2 separate regions of the Sus scrofa genome follow, and region 2 is linked to region 1. The links are chromatin contacts, called in public HiChIP or PLAC-seq maps. All regions are on one chromosome and are shown on one strand. Each heading gives the region's core, a stretch centred on a gene start, on an enhancer-like site or on the middle of the called end of the contact. The rest is flanking DNA. Distances are from core to core; before and after follow the strand shown.

Region 1 (7,950 bases), core at 1,430-3,929:
AAGGTGGGATTGGAAGATGTACCTTCCTGAGGAAGTGGCTAATATCCAGATGAAGTGCTATTTATCCCCTGTGCTAACAATTCAATTCAAATGTAAACAACAATTCCATTTGGTACCTTTGCTCAGGCCAAAGAACTTGGAGTTGTGCTTGACCCATGCTATTCCCTGTCTATCAGGTCCTGGGAATTACTTCTCTTTTCACCCTTACCTACATGTGTGAGTTGGGTATTTTTCCTCCCTTCTTTAGAAATCAGAAAACCAAAGTTCAGAGAAGTTAAGTAATTTGCTCAGGGTCACACAGGTATTGACATCAGAGCCGGAAGAAACCAGCTTTGTTGAAAGAGTCAGTGCTCTTTCCACAGGCTGCCTTTTCTAGAGACCTTGATGCAACTGATTCAGCAGCCAACAGTGTTAAATTAACATCGGTCACCTGAATTTGAGCAAGTGAATAATATTCCAGTCTAATGTAAGGGGTCCAGGCAGGTAACAGACTCTGAGCTGTTAAAGGTTTTTCCAAAAGTGAAAAGGAAGGTCCATGTGCCACCTGTGAATCTAAACCCTTGTCTAGGCCACTACCTTGTATTATGAATGTTTTCTCATAGCAGTGAGTAGTAACATTTTAGAAATGGGGATTTTTGAGCTAAATTTTCAGCAAAGCATGAGAATAATGTAGCTCACAGCAATGCCCTCTGGTCTTTCAGAGCATCAGACATTTTTTTTAAAATCAGTCGTGTAAGAAATGGCATGACTTTTTGGATGATTAGCAATCTAGTCTAGATTTTAGCTGGTGACACTTTCTGCAGCAACTTGCCTGTTACCTGCCACATAATAGGCTTAATCACTGTCCACTGAATATAAGCAGGTATCTTCATGTACATGAATACCATGTATAATAAGGGGTGTGATTTTGGTAATTATGCATGTAAATCTATTTGGATAGATAATGAATATGCAGATGGATAGATACTGGGGCCATGGGTCAGAGAAATGCCAAAAAGAAAAGAAAAAAGGAGGAGTTCCCATCATAGTTCAGTGGTTGACGAACCGGACTAGTATCCATGAGGATGTGGGTTCAATCCCTGGCCTTGCGCAGTGGGTTAAGGATCCATCATTGCCATAAGCTGCAGTGTAGGTCATAGATGCGGCTTGGAACCCGCATTACTGTGGCTGTGGCATACGCTGGTGGCCGCAGCTCCCATTCGACCCCTAGCCTGCATGCCTCAGGTGCATCTCTTAAAAAAAAAAAAAGAAAGAAAGAAAAGAAAAATGTACTAGAAAGTGTATTTAGCACCTACTAGGTCCTGGGGGAAGGAAATGGAAGGTGAGTCTCTTTGCACGGGCCTCAGATAACCATAAATAACATAGGCAGATGATTTTAAAGAAGCCATTTTTGTAGGTAAGGACTACTTGGATTTGGAGGCAAAGGAGGACCATTTTCTTTTTGGTGTGAAACACCGAGAATGTTAGGGATGAAAGAGGCCTGGGGCAGCCTGTGGACTTAGACATCTTAGATTGTAAAACTGAGCTGTGTAAAGAAGGGTTCCACAGGGATTCACAGACTTTAAAAAACATAAAAACAACCCCCTTCCCAAGCCACCCCTCTTTTCTGAAGGTGCTACGGAAACCTTGAAAAATGGGTCTTTGCAAGGAAGCAGAAAACCTGGTGAGATGGTGTAAGGTCAAGAGCATGGGCTCTGAACTCAGCCAGGGTTTAAATCTCCCTCATCTGCTTTTTAGCTCTTGGATCTGAGGGAGACTACTTCCATTTGGAAACTCTGAGCCTCGACTTCTGAAATGCAGACTCTGCCTATGTCTCTCTTCATTATGAGTTTAGATTATATCACAAGGGGTTCAGCAAAGCTCTGTCTCTCATTCCTCCCCACACCCACAAAGCCCTCCTCAGCCTCTGTCTTTCTCTGCACCCTTGGTCGGAAGCACTTGCTGCTTTCTCCCTTCTCATCTACCACATTCAGGTGTTGGATCAGATGATTTCCAAATTTCTGTTACATGAGTCTAACTGTCTGGTCCTACTTTTTACCAGATGGCTGGGCTAGCTGGATAGGATATCAAACAGTCTATTTTCTATACATTTATGTTAATGAGCCATTTACTGAGCTTTACCACATTTAATCCTCAAAAGAATACCTGTAAGGTAGCAGTTGCTTTCCCCCTTTATAAATCAGCAAACCAAGCCAAAAGGCATGGAGAGAAATCATCCTAGACCTATGGTTTGGGGGCAGGCTTGCAGAGGAGACTCTTTTGAAAGGCTTAACAATAGCACAAGAAAATGAGGCCTTTCATTATACCCGTGGCCTTGAAAATCAAGTGGAAACTTCCCAGTTTTCACTCCATCCATCGCCCCTCCTCTTGCACTAAATGCTTTAGTCATCTTCTCTTTCTTTTTTGTTGTCTTTTTCCTGTGTTGCCATTCCAGGCTGAGGTCATGACTCTCCTAAGAGCCTTAATCAAATCTGGAAGGCAACAGGGCTGAACACAGGATCTTTCCTACCTGACTCCTGGACTGAACAAGTGCAAAGAAAGCTGATGTTGGGAATCCAGCTCTTGCTGCCTGCGGCTGTGGGGCTGGCTATGAATTTTTACCAGCTCTTGCCTGATCATCTTTCTTTGGCCTTTGACATACTTGTCACTGGATCCGTGGTAAAGCCAGTCTTTCTCTCTAGCCACTAATTTGTATTTCCCCCAGAGAGCCTAGAACTATGCCCTACCCAGCGGGTACTCACTGTACTGGAGGTGGTGTCGCCAACCAACACAGCCCCAGATTACATTAAGTATTTCAGCAATTGCAATGAATTTCTGGCCAGCCTTGATGGTTTGGTCAGCTTCAGTCCCAGCCTTGCCCCTCAGAGATTGACAAAGCCCAGTTTCAACTAATTCTTAATAATGCAATTAAATTTTTGGAAACTGAGCTGGGTTTCATATTTAAATGGTGACTTTCACCACACAGGAGAGGTTGGCCAAATGCAGGAGGAACTGGAAGATTTTTGCAAAGAGATGAATTTGGATTTTCCATTTTTAGAAAAGCTGCATATGCTCATGTGCAGGTAACACTCCAGGCTCAGGGGTTCCCAAGGGCCAAAAGAGTGGGTAAAGCATGAACCCCTAAACCAGCATGCCTCATAGGGAATCATCAGTATCCTCAAAAAGAAAACTAATATTAGTAGTAGAATCTAATGGTAGATATGAATTTTGTTTAAATATTCTTTATATTTTTACATTTTCACAATAAAATATTTGGGAAAAAAAGAAAAGATTTGGAAAGATTTCATGGATGGAACTAGAGACTCTCATACTAAGTGAAGCAAATCAGAAAGAGAAAGACAAATACCATATGACATCACTTTTATCTGGAATCTAATATATGGCACAAATGAACCTTTCCACAGAAAAGAAAATCATGGACTTGGAGAATAGACTCCTGGTTGCCAAGGGGGAGGGGGAGGGAGTGGGATGGATTAGGAGTTTAGGATTAATAGATGCAGACTATTGCCTTTGGAATGGACAAGCAGTGAGACCCTGCTGTGTAGCACTGGGAACTGTATCTAGTCATTTATGATGGAGCATGATAATGTGAGAAAAAAGAATCTATACATGTATGTGTAACTGGGTCACTCATGCTGTACAGTAGAAAACTGACAAAGCACTGTAAACCAGCTATAATAAAAAAAATCATTATGTAAAAAAGAAAGAAGAAAAAAGAAAAGTAGGGGCAGAATTAAAACGTTTCTGCTTTTGAAATGCAACAACACTTACCTCTCAGGGCCATTGCAAGGATGGCATTAGGGCATATGCGGAAGGGCTTGCTCAGGGTCTTGCTCAGAACAGGGAGCAATGAATGTATTTATTAACACCACAGCATGGGAAAAGGCACCACTCTGAAGTTAAACGACTGCATCTTGAACTTCATGCTGCAGCTCACTAGCCCAGCTGGTGCCTTTCCATCCCGGGTCCCAGTCTCCTCATCTTTCTAATTGGAATAATAATCACAGCATATTTCTCAGGGTCACAAGGAGAAGCATGTTAGAGAACTGTTGAGAAAGTTCTTTGCAAACTAGAAAGCTCTCTAGGCAAAATAAAACATTATGAGATGTATACCTAACTTCTGTGCCCTTGTTTCAGCTCTTCTCTCTGCCTGAAACGCCCTCCTTCCCCACACCCTCTCTTCCTAACCTGGCTATTGAAGGCCTAACTTTCATTTATAAGGCAGGAGAACATAATGGCTGAGAGCAAAGCCTTACCTGGCTGGGTTCAAATTCCCACTTCTGTTTGTTAGCTCTTTGACCTTAGGTCAGTTACGTTCTGTGCTTCAGTGTTCCATCTATAAAATGAGGATAACAGCACCATGAATTCCATAAGATAGTGGTGAGGATTAAATAAGTGCACACATGCAAAGTACCTAGAACAGTATGTACTAAGCCCCTATATGTGTCAGCTCATTATTTCAGAGCTTACTTTATTATTTTGATGTTTATTTCAAGGGCACAGTCACTATATTACAAAATTTTTTATCATGACTTCAAACTCTACCTCCCCCAGAAACGTTTTTAGATGTCTTAGTTTGAAGCAATTGTTTCCATATTTAAATGCTCTATTTGTTGTAGCTCAGTGATTGCCCTTTTCATTGCTGGTGTCCCGTATCTTGCTCTCCTGCGCTGTCCTTACAGCCCTGAGTGACCCTGAGGCTTCTCCTTTTCCCTCTGTACATGTGGTTGGTGCACATTACATATCTTTTGAATTGGATGGAAGATATGCAAATATATACAGATGAGTTAGCCTAAATACACTGGACAGTAGCTAATAGCAACATTTATATAATACCAGTATTTTAAAGACCAAACACAACTGCAACATTTAGCACCATACCTGACCCAGAGTATGTGCTCTGTAATTGTATTTACTTGGAAGGATGGAAAGATAACTAAAAGTGCATTAAGTCCAATGAAAAGTTTATTGGGTCTCTCTTATTCAAAACATCTATTAGATGAGTAAGTTACTTCTCATAGGTGCCAGGGAGAGATTAAGATACATACCAAGGAAAGTAAAAGTAGCTCTTGACCTTTAGGCATTCACACTGGAGAGGAAACACTGTCCAGTTACTAAATAATTACAAGGGCCCCAGCCGCTAAGCTATGTAGGACATTGCTGCAGAGAAGTTGCCTTCAGCAGTTCAGTTCCCTCTCTAAGGTGTGTGGGCCCCCTCGATAGCAAACTGCCCAGTTGTGTTCACTGAGCTGACTGCAGCTTCTTTGCAATATGTAGGAAACCAGCAGAGAAGGTTTCTAGTTGCTGAATGGAAGAGGGAGCAAGTCAGTTATAAGGATGTGGGGGTTTACTGACTGCATACATAAAATATAAAACGAGGAGTTCCAGTCATGGTATGGGAGAAATGAACCTGACTAGGAACCAGGAGGTTGCAGGTTCGATCCCTGGCTTTGCTCAGTGGGTTAAAGATCCGATGTTGCCTTGAGCTGTGGTGTAGGTCACAGACATAGCTCAGATCCTGCGTTGCTGTGGCTGTGGCAGAGGCCGGTGGCTACAGCTCTGATTGGACCCCTAGCCTGGGAACCTTTATATGCCACAAGTGCAGGCTTAAAAAGAAAAAAAAAAGTGTATAGTGTGTATATATATGTGTGTGTGTGTGTATATATATATATATATATATAAAGAGAGACATGACACCATGAGTCACACTTACAGAATCATATCTCACGCAGATTTCTCAGTCTCAACCATTTTGATGTCAAATGTTGACAAAACATTGTAAAATCAAAAAAAAAAAAAAAGTGCTGGCCCTAAAGGGATATCTAGTTTCCTTTCAACTCCACTTCCACCAATGGCTTTACTTTGGCTGTCGATTTTGCTATCAATTGAGAAACGAGTTTGGCGTGGAGGATTTCTTAGGTTCATTCTACCTTTAGGGTTTTTATTTTATTTTTCAACACCTGGTCTGATATGAAAACCAATCTTTTCCTCTTGCTTCAAATACTACCTCTATTTTGATAAATCCCAAATTGATATCGCCAAACCAGACATCTCTTCTGAGATCAGGTCCTGAATATCCAACTGCCTACTTTGACACCTTCCTCAGAGACATCTCAAACACACCACGATCAAAAGTGAGCTCTTGATTGCTGGCAAGCTCCTCCTCTGCAATGTTTCTAACTAAGTAAATAGAAACACATCTCCCTAATTGCCTAAACCGGAAACTTGGGATTCATTCTTGATACCCGTCTCTCCTTCACCACCCACTCCTGCTCATCCAGTCTTTCTTTTGATCTTGTCAGTTTGCCTTCCAAGCGTGTCTTAAACCTTTCCAAACACCTCCCCACTGACACTGCTACCTCCTCAGTCCCAGTCACCTTCATCTCTCAGCAGGACTCCTTCCACAGCTTCTTCAACAATCTCTTCATGGAATGGAGCTCCCTGGTGGCTCTGTGGGTTAAGGGTCTGGCATTGTCGCTGCTGTGGTTTGGGTTATGGCTGTGGCTTGATTTCAATCCCTGACCCAGGAGCGTCTGCATGCCGTGGGTGTGGCCAAAAAAAAAAAAAAAATCTCTTCAAGCTTCTAATTCATCTTCCACACAATAGCTGGGGGTGCTTTTCTTGAAATATAAAAACCCGATTATGCATCACCTTGCCGAAAAACCTTAAAGAACTTAATACACTTAGAATATTCTTTACATTTATGACCATGGTCTACAAAGACCTACATGGTCTAGCTTCTGATTCTCCCTCTAAGCCCTCCTCCTACCACTCTGTGCCATGCTGGCCTCTTTCAGATCTCTGAATATGCCATGGTTCTACTCTCTTTAGGGTTGTTAAACTCTGTTTTCTCTGCCCAGCACACTTTCCCTCTCACTCTTGGCCTGGCTAACCCATCCTTTTTCTGATCTCAGCTTAAAGTTTACTTTAATAGAGAGGCCTGTACTCTAGGTAAATGATGTTCTTTCCCCATCTCACAGCACCTTACTTATTTCCTGTATCTTAGTTATCCTAACTTATAATACATAGTCATCTGTGGATTTACTTGTATAATGCTTGTCTCCTCAACTAGACTACAAGCTCCTTTAGGGACAGGTCTGTGATTGTTCTTTGTATGTGCAAAGATACTTATCCTGATACTTAACACATAGTAGGTGCTCAATTCAAAACTTTTTTTAATTCAAAACATATTGATAAGATGTGAAAACATTAATATAGGTTTATTCCATGCTGAAAATGTGCAATCAAATGGGTGATAAAGAAAAGAAATTTTCGGAATTCCTATTGTGGCACAGCAGAAACGGATCCAGCTAGGAACCATGAGGTTTCAGGTTTGATCCCTGGCCTCCCTCAGTGGGTTAAGGATCCGGTGTTGCCGTGAGCTGTGTGGTAGGTCACAGATGAAGCTCAGATCCTGCATTGCTGTAGGCCGGCAGCTACAGCTCCTATTAGACCCCTAGCCTAGGAACCTCCATATGCCATGGGTGCTGCCCTGAAAAAAAAAGACTAAAAAAAAAAAAAAAGGAAAAAGAAAAAAAATTAGGTTGAATAGTTTCTTTTTACTTCCAAACCCCTAGAATCTTATAGCACTCTTCTATTTTCTTACTGAAATTCCCAGCTTTCGGAGTTGAGAAGGATGATCTCTTTGTACTATGTTTCTTTCTTTGCTCTCCCCCAAACACATTTAATTTTGTGCAGGAACGTGGCTTCCACAGGTATGGTGGGGTGAGAGGTGTTGTGAACAGGAAGGATAGGGAAAAAAAAGGAACCATGTGGGGGAGGTGGCTGCCCTTGGACAGCTTGGACATCCTCCCAGCTCTCCCACGTTGAAGGTGTATTTTTTTTTTTTTAATGCCCTATGCATTCAGTATTCTCATCTTCCCACCTCTAGGAATCCAAAAATAAATGAGCTGTTGATCATCATAGGCTTGGTGCTGGCAAAACTGGAAA
Region 2 (7,950 bases), core at 1,716-4,215, 340 kb before region 1:
TAACTCCCATTCGAACCCTAGCCTGGGAACTTCCAGATGCCGCACCTGTGGCCTTAAAAAGCAATAAATAAATAAATAAATACTGGAAAGAAATAGAGCAAATTGTTAAACAAAATTATTTCTTCTTAAATCTCTATATTTTTCAAGCTTTCTTGAATGAGTAGATTAATATAGATTATAAAAATAAACTTAAAAAAATAAATGTCTTCTGGCATCATGAGACTACGGAAGCCGGGAAGCAAACCATAACTTATTGCGGTATTTTCCCTAAGCCTTCCTTTCCGGCATTTTTCTCTCACCATTTCCCTTCCTGCTCTCTGTTCTATCAAACCCATCTCATGCTTTGCCACCTCAGTGTCTTTGCTAACTGGGAAGTCCACTTCTCTCAGCCTACCAAAAACACCTGTGAGGGCAAATCCTATAATCCTTCAAAGCCGGTTCAGGTGTCATCTTCTCTGCAAAGACTTCTCTCATAGTCAGAACCATTGTTGTTCTGGCCCTCCTTCAACTCCCTGTATGTCTCTTCAAGTCTTTAACATGTTATATCTCACATTATTATGTTATTAGTAGTAATAGTAGTATTAGTGGTAATATTCTAATGCCTTGGCTGTACTATGAGCTCTTCTAGGCCTTTGGGAGTTTTGAAAATACCTTGATTATAATAAGCCTCAATAGGTGATCGTTAAGGGACTAAATCATCATTCGTCCTAGGATTTGAGGTAGGTCCAAAAGATGGTGGAAACACTATGCTCTTTCTTCTCTTTTACTGGCTGTGTAGCATTGCTTTGAATTTGGTTAATATAGCAACCGAGTGCTTTAAGTATCAATAGATTTTTAGGCTTGACAAATAGAAAACCCAAGAAAATACTTAAGTGTTTCTTTTTTAAAAGCACCAAAAGAACATGTTGTATCTTTCTTTATTTGGAACAACTTACTATCTTGCCTTGGGCAACTTGCTTCCTGGGCTCCAGAGGAACCATTTGCTCTAAAATTAGAAGAAATGAGTTTGGATTAAGAGCTCTCTAAGGCCCCTTCCAAATCTAGCCTTCTGTAATCCTAAAAATGATGACAAAGCCAAGTTTGGCTTTTAGGGACTTCAGTTGTTGTGTTCTGAATACTATAATGTCAAAGTACTGTAACTATTAATAATGCTTAATATTTACAAGAATGCGCAGTCTGAATCTTTCTTGATTTGCACATCACCTAGTTTCTGCTATAGTATTCCTTATTTTTTCCAGAGCAACCTAGAGCTAAAGGCTTCACCTCTGATTGTTTGCCTTCTCAAGTGGAGACACACCTTCTGCAGCTACAGCTGTCCCCAAATAACCTTTTGCCTTACTGTCAGTGTATGAGCCCCCATGACTCAGCAGTCCTAGCCTCTGAGAAACTCCATCATCATCATGACAAACCATCAACAATGAAGTTTTCTTGCACTCTAGTTCTGAGTCAGGCAAGTCAGTCTTCGCAATGTGTAGCCCCAGATCCAATTAAGTGACCAATTTTTAATTCATTCCATGTGAATTTTATTGATAATCTGTTAGGGCCATAGTTATGCTGTGTAAACTGGATGATATGAAACGCATAATCTACTAGAACACAAACAGCTAGCATTTATTTCCAATTTTATGGTTTAGGGATGGTTTCCATGTATGTATGTGTCATGTCTTCTGGAATTCATATCAATGACTTTGAGTTGACATTCAAATATGTGGCAGATAAGAAATATCAAAAGGAGTTTCTGTTGTGACTCAGCAGGTTACGAATCCAACCAGTATCCATGAGGATGTGGGTTCCATCCCTGGCCTGGCTCAGTGGGTTAAGGATCCAGCCTTGCCATAAGCTGTGGTGTATGTCACTGACATGGCTTGGATCCTGCATTGCTATTGCTGCAGCTATGTGGCTATGGTGTAGGTCAGTAGCTGCAACTCCAACTCCAATTCAACACCTAGTCTAGGAGCTTCCATATTGTAGGTGAAGCCCAAAAAAGCAAAAAAAAAAAAAAAAAAAAAAAAAAAAGGTGTCAAGAGAGGTCTCCTTCTAACACTTTGCTGTGGCCAACACAGGCCAGAGACCAATCATCAGCACTGCTGCATCCCCAGAGATAGAGACATTCTATTTTCTTCATTCAACCATAGGTGATCCCTCAGTACATCTGTAATATATCTCAACTGCTCAAGTTCAAGTCAAAGTTTTCTTTCTCTAGAAAGTCTTTCTAGATTTCTCCCTCTCCAGCTAAAAATATCTTCCTTTTTTTGAATACCTACAGTGCTTTTGCTATACCTCTTCTATCACATTTTTATTATATTAAAAGCAATTTTATTACATTTTCCTTCCTGTTCATACCTTATATTCTCTACTACTCTGTGAATACCTACTCTAGATCCATTGAACCAGAGTCTGAGGGGTAATTATGATTCGTTTCTGCTGAGACACAACAGGAACTCCCCATTTTTATGTTTTTATAAATTTGACCACTTCTCTCTGAGGCAAATTTCATTTATGGACAGATAATTGTTGCTAGCAAGGAGCAAGCACAGGACATTTCTAAAGACTTCATTGGCTCTACCATGCATGGGTTAAGAGACCTCCAGCAGAGGAAATTTCATGGGTCATTTCCCAGTAACATGTGACAAACTGCAATCCTAAGAGAAGCCTCAGGTTAATGAGGCAAGCAGATGCACAGGCCAGACCTCAAGACACTGTGGGCAGGAGATTAGGCTTTACAGTAGCACCGATGACTGAAGAATTCTGATTTATTTTCACTCTCTCTACAACTTGTATGTATTTTGGATCCCAAACTGCATTTATCATATGTTAGACCTTGTTGAAATATCAAGGAGTAAGAAAATCAATTGTAGTATCTCTAAGCAAAAACTGACATTGGTTAGAGGTGTACTGTGTTTGCAAAGAGAGCTACAATAGTCTCTTTACAATGTTACTTTGCTCTTCCTCCCACAAAGAAGAGGAATTTACTTAGTCACCCTTTGAATCTAGCTGGCCTCATGACTTTGACTGATACAAGAATACAGCAGCCATATATTTTGCAACTTCTTTTTTTTTTTTTTTTTTTTTTTGTCTTTTTGCCTTTTCTAAGACCGCTCCCTCGGCATATGGAGGTTCCCAGGCTAGAGGTCTAATTGGAGCTGTAGCCACCGGCCTATGCCATAGCCATAGCAATGCGGGATCCGAGCTGCGTCTGCAGTCTACACCATAGCTCACAGCAATGCTGGATTGTTAACCCACTGAGCATGGCCGGGGATCGAACCCATGACCTCATGGTTCCTAGTCAGATTTGTTAACCACTGAGCCACAACAGGAACTCCAATGTTTTGCAACTTCTGAGTCTAGGCCTTGGGAAACCTCACAGCTTCTGCTTTTGCCCTCTCTCTCTTTGTATAAAACTCAACTCTATGTGAAAAAGCCTGAGCTAACCTGCTAAACAATGCAGGCACACAGCCTTGCTATAAGCCAGCAGCAATCAGCTCCAAGCAGACTTGCCAATTGACTGGAATTGCATGAGTGTATCCAGGCAAGGTCATCAGAATGACCACACAGCTAAACCCAGCCCGAATCACTGACCACGAGAATTGTGAGCTAATGACTGTTTGAGGTCACTAAGGTTTTGAACGGGCTTATTACATAGCATAGACTAAAGGATACGTATAATGCATAACACTGAAAGAAATAGTAGCCCTTATTTTAGTGAAGATATCTGGACTGTTGACAAGCTCTCTGGGCCTTTCAAAATGGGTCTGAAGAGTTCCCATTGTGGCTCAGCAGATTATGAACCTGACTAGCATCCATGAGGATGCAGGTTCCATCCTTGACCTCACTCAGTGGGTTAAGGATCATGCATTGCCACAAGCTGCAGTGTAGGTCACAGAGGTGGCTGGGATCTGGCGTCGCTGTGGCTGTGGCGTAACCCTAGCCTGGGAACTTCCATATGCCACAGGTGTGGCTCTAAAAAGTAAAAAATTAAAAATGGAAATAAAATAAAATAAAATAAAATGGGTCTGAAATGAAAGTGTCCATTTTAGACTGTGGGCACAAGCTCACCACAGAGAAAAATAATGTAACGGATGGTTCTGAGGAACAGATTTTTAACTGCAGAGGCGCTGGCTTTTTGTGAGGATGAAGTAACTACATACTCAGGATTTACAAAGACTTGGCTTTTCAAAATAATTCATAATGATTTTTACATTTTGAGTCCAGTTCATAGTTTACCAACTACTTTCAGCATCTTTTGTGGTTTGTAATAAAAAGATTCTTTAGTGCTGACTAGAGTCATAAATTCAGGGGTTTTCAAACTTGGTATCACAGACTTAGAAATGACCTGGGGGCCGTCACTCCAACCTTCCCTTTTAACAATGTTTAAATAGGGAAGACCCAATTAAGATATATTTTGAAGGAAGGATTCAGTCCCTACAAATGAGTGCAATGACACTTACATAGCTCATACAGTTCACTCTCAGACAGGAACTAAAGTGAGTTAGTGAACTCCCACTCCCTTCCACACACACGTGAAGTCAGATTTCCAGACTTTTTTTTTTGTTGTTGTTGTTGTTGTTGTTGTTGTTGTTACTATTTCTTGGGCCGCTCCCGCGGCATATGGAGGTTCCCAGGCTAGGGGTTGAATCGGAGCTGTAGCCACCGGCCTACGCCAGAGCCACAGCAACGCGGGATCCGAGCCGCGTCTGCAACCTACACCACAGCTCACGGCAACACCGGATCGTTAACCCACTGAGCAAGGGCAGGGACCGAACCCGCAACCTCATGGTTCCTAGTCGGATTCGTTAACCACTGCGCCACGACGGGAACTCCTCCAGACTTTTTTTTTAACTGCAGAGCCTGCAACTCCATGGTTATCTCCATTTTCCACAGGTGAGAGGTCAAGGCTCAGACACTTGCTTGAGGTCAGGCAGACTGGGCAAGGGTCTAACCTGAGTTTACTGAATCTAAACCCAGACCTTTCACCTCTGCCATGTTTGGAAACTGGTGACTTAAAAGTTGAGTTAAAGCTCAACCACAGAAAAATTATACACTACATGTATATAACTGCCCACTTATGGTCACCGTAAACCAATATTCATGATTACTTTTTAGTGACTGGAAATAGCCTATGTTTTAACATTCTTGTAGAAACCCTTGCACCCAAATGTTAGAAAAGCAATGGTTTTCTTTCTTTGAGAACTCCTAGAAAAGTAATGATCTTGCCCTTGTGACCCCAGAGGTACAGGGATTAGAATCAAAAGAATCAAAAGTTGGAAGTGGCAGGAGGTAGATTGTAGCATATATATATATATAAGCTTTTTTAGGACTGCTCCCACAGCATATGGAGGTTCCCAGGCTGGGGGTCGAATCAGAGCTACAGCTGCCAGCCTACAACCACAGCCACAGCAACGTGGGATCTGAGCCGCATCTATGACCTACACCACAGTTCACGGCAACGCTGGATCCCTAACCCACTGAGCGAGGCCAGAGATCGAACCTACATCCTTATGGATCTTAGTTGGGTTCGTTAACTGCTGAGCCATGAAGGGAACTCCCTTAGCTTATATTTTTTAAAAAGCTTTTTTAAATAAAAAACCTAACCGCCATCGTATAATTAGCACTTCCTTGTCCCTAATATGTCCAGAAATACACAGATGGGACTCCAGGGCTAGTCAGGAGGCTAGGTAATCTGACATCTCAGATTCCTATAAGGAAGTGTATAGAAGTTCAGGTCCTTGGACTTAAGTGGGGTTTGCTGCTTTTATTGTTTCTCTGAAAAATCTTGTCCGCAGGGCAAAGGGCTATTGCATCTGTTCCCAGACACTGAGGAACTCTTTATTCTTTTAGAACATAAAGAACATTTGTTTTGACTAGCTAACCTGGCTACTGAAATTCCCCAGCCCTTTATATGTGCACACTACCATACCAAAGATATTTATAGTAGGGCCTTCAGGGGTCTTGAAGCCCCTGGGCCAAATGTCTTTACTGTTGGGGAGATAGGTTTCAACAAGAAGAAAAGCCCCCTTGTGGTTTTTGTCTATTTCAGTTTTTCCCACACATGCCAAGGCAGGAAGAAGTGAGGCGGTGGGCAGGGGGGCAGGCAGGAAAGGAAGGAACTGGTACTGCTCCTTGACAGTGTGCTAGGCATTGGCTAGAGGCTTTGCAAAATTATCATCTTTAATCCTCCAGACAACCATAGAGACAGCAGGTTAGCTGGTTTTATCCTTCTTATTTTGCAGACAGGTAAACTGAAGCTCTGAAAGGTTGACTTGTCCCTGGTTCCACTGCAAAAAGAGTTTGTTGGCTCTAAAGCCCTCACCTTTCCCCCCAGCAGCCCTACCAGAAGGCTTTGGTGAAAGCAGCTCAGACTCTTTCCTGGAGTCCAAAAGAATTATGCACCAGTGTTCTTAAGCTACTTAGTCTATGTCATCCATGCAAGCCCTAACCACTTCAGGAAGCCCCCGAGGAAGGGAAAATAGTGTTCTAGTCCAAGGGAAAGCCCACTGAGCTAATCAAATGCCCTTTTCGGCTCTGAGCTCCAGTTTGTCCACTTGTAAATAAAGGGCTTTGGACTATTTGCTTTCTTAGGCCCTATTTCTGGCTCTAAAAAATATTCATGGAATCAGTCAAATTATTAACTGAATAATATGTGTTAAGGAATGTCTTTCAATAGCAGAGAATCCCTTCCTCTGCGAGTTTTATTTTTAAATTTTTTTTTTTTCACGTACATCCTTGGTAGGAGGAGAAGGCGTGAGAGTGGGGACCTTTATTTATTCCCAGGGTGTTTTTGGCATAAGCAGGAACCTAGTGAGAGCTTCCCCCCACACACGAGCGTCACAGACAGCTCCCTGAGGGGGTGTGAGCGGAGACCTGCTCAGTCCTTGCTGAGAAGATAGCAGCCTGCCAGGTGGGGCTGGAGGTGACAGGGAACGTTGTGGGAGACAGCTGGAGGAACACGGTGTAGGGTGCCATAGATGCTGTTCTAGCGTGGATCCCAACTCAGAGTGTGATGGCAGGGAAGACACTGTTTCTCCAGGCAGCTAGTTTCTCAGCCTGAAAGGAGGCACTTGAGCTGACAGATGGCCAGGGAACCTAATAAGATGGTCTGTGCATGATCACATCACTTGATGCATTGGTTATAGACTTCAATTCTTTAGAGTTGGATTTTAATGTATGCTTTTTGGATCTTCTTTCAGCCTCATAGATTATCTCGGGGCAGTCTAGTTCACCTTGTAGACTATGTGTCTTTGAATAAGCCACCTGATGGATTATCCAGTCCAAGATTCCTACCCCAGGAACAGAGTAGCTTTTGCTCCTTATTGAGCAAAAAGATATTACTTTAGAATGTGCAAAGAACCAACTGAAAAACTGCTAGATAAAAAAGGCTTTGGGGAGGTCACACCTCATCACTGAGAATGGGGCTTGCTACCCCTCACAGACAATCAAGGAACTGGTCCAGATTTAACAACTTGGTCTCAAGGAAACCAGAGAAAGATGTTACCTTCAACTCTTCCCACCAGCGCTCAGCCCAAATCCCAAGTCCTCCAGCCTGAGAGCCTTCAGCGAGTCTCAGCCAGCTGAGAGGCATAGCTTGAAAAAACCATGGGTCTCTAGCCCTCGGAAAGCATTTTCATTAAACCTGTTGATTATATTCTTGTCCATTCTCCTGCCAAATCCAAGAGTCCCTTCCAGAGCTTCTCTGACAAATGGTAGTTCCCTCTTTGTCTCAACCAGAAATGTACCACTTTTTTAATGTGGCAGCTAGTCCCATTTTTGTAGAGTAATTAGAAATTTATAGTGCCATAGCAGTCTCTCTGTAACTGAGTAAGGATGTCTGTCATTTGCTTGTATCAAGCTTTCTAAGGGAGGAATTAGCTCCTCTAGAGATAATCAGGATCGTTGGCTGTAAGCAACAGAAACAGACTCTGGTGGTCTCCTGTGAAAAGGTACTTACTGAAG

Evidence for each region. HiChIP or PLAC-seq counts read pairs in DNA pulled down with a chosen protein or histone mark.
Region 2: an H3K27ac HiChIP or PLAC-seq map of alveolar macrophages shows a contact between it and region 1. The contact joins two enhancer-like sites. A contact is called at or near these places in 3 of 5 promoter capture datasets (fetal liver, fetal skeletal muscle and skeletal muscle), 9 of 47 Hi-C or Micro-C datasets (embryonic fibroblasts, fetal heart ventricle, fetal liver and 5 more) and 2 of 2 datasets of contacts at active chromatin or transcription factors (alveolar macrophages and skeletal muscle).

The regions. Positions count from the first base shown.
Region 1 is chr13:125,414,415-125,422,364 of Sscrofa11.1, reverse strand. LOC106508008 (a long non-coding RNA gene) reads right to left here. Exons shown (of 5, transcript XR_002337803.1): 3 at 4,257-4,336. Among named protein-coding and RNA genes, the nearest start is that of BCL6, 29 kb to the right of the region's middle. Within about 2 kb of position 2,679, at least 2 of the 83 cell types and tissues checked have an H3K27ac peak or open chromatin away from gene starts, as enhancers often do. A contact at or near this core is called in alveolar macrophages, where this site is marked.
Region 2 is chr13:125,756,721-125,764,670 of Sscrofa11.1, reverse strand. No RefSeq gene overlaps it. Among named protein-coding and RNA genes, the nearest start is that of LPP, 22 kb to the left of the region's middle. Within about 2 kb of position 2,965, at least 9 of the 83 cell types and tissues checked have an H3K27ac peak or open chromatin away from gene starts, as enhancers often do. A contact at or near this core is called in alveolar macrophages, where this site is marked.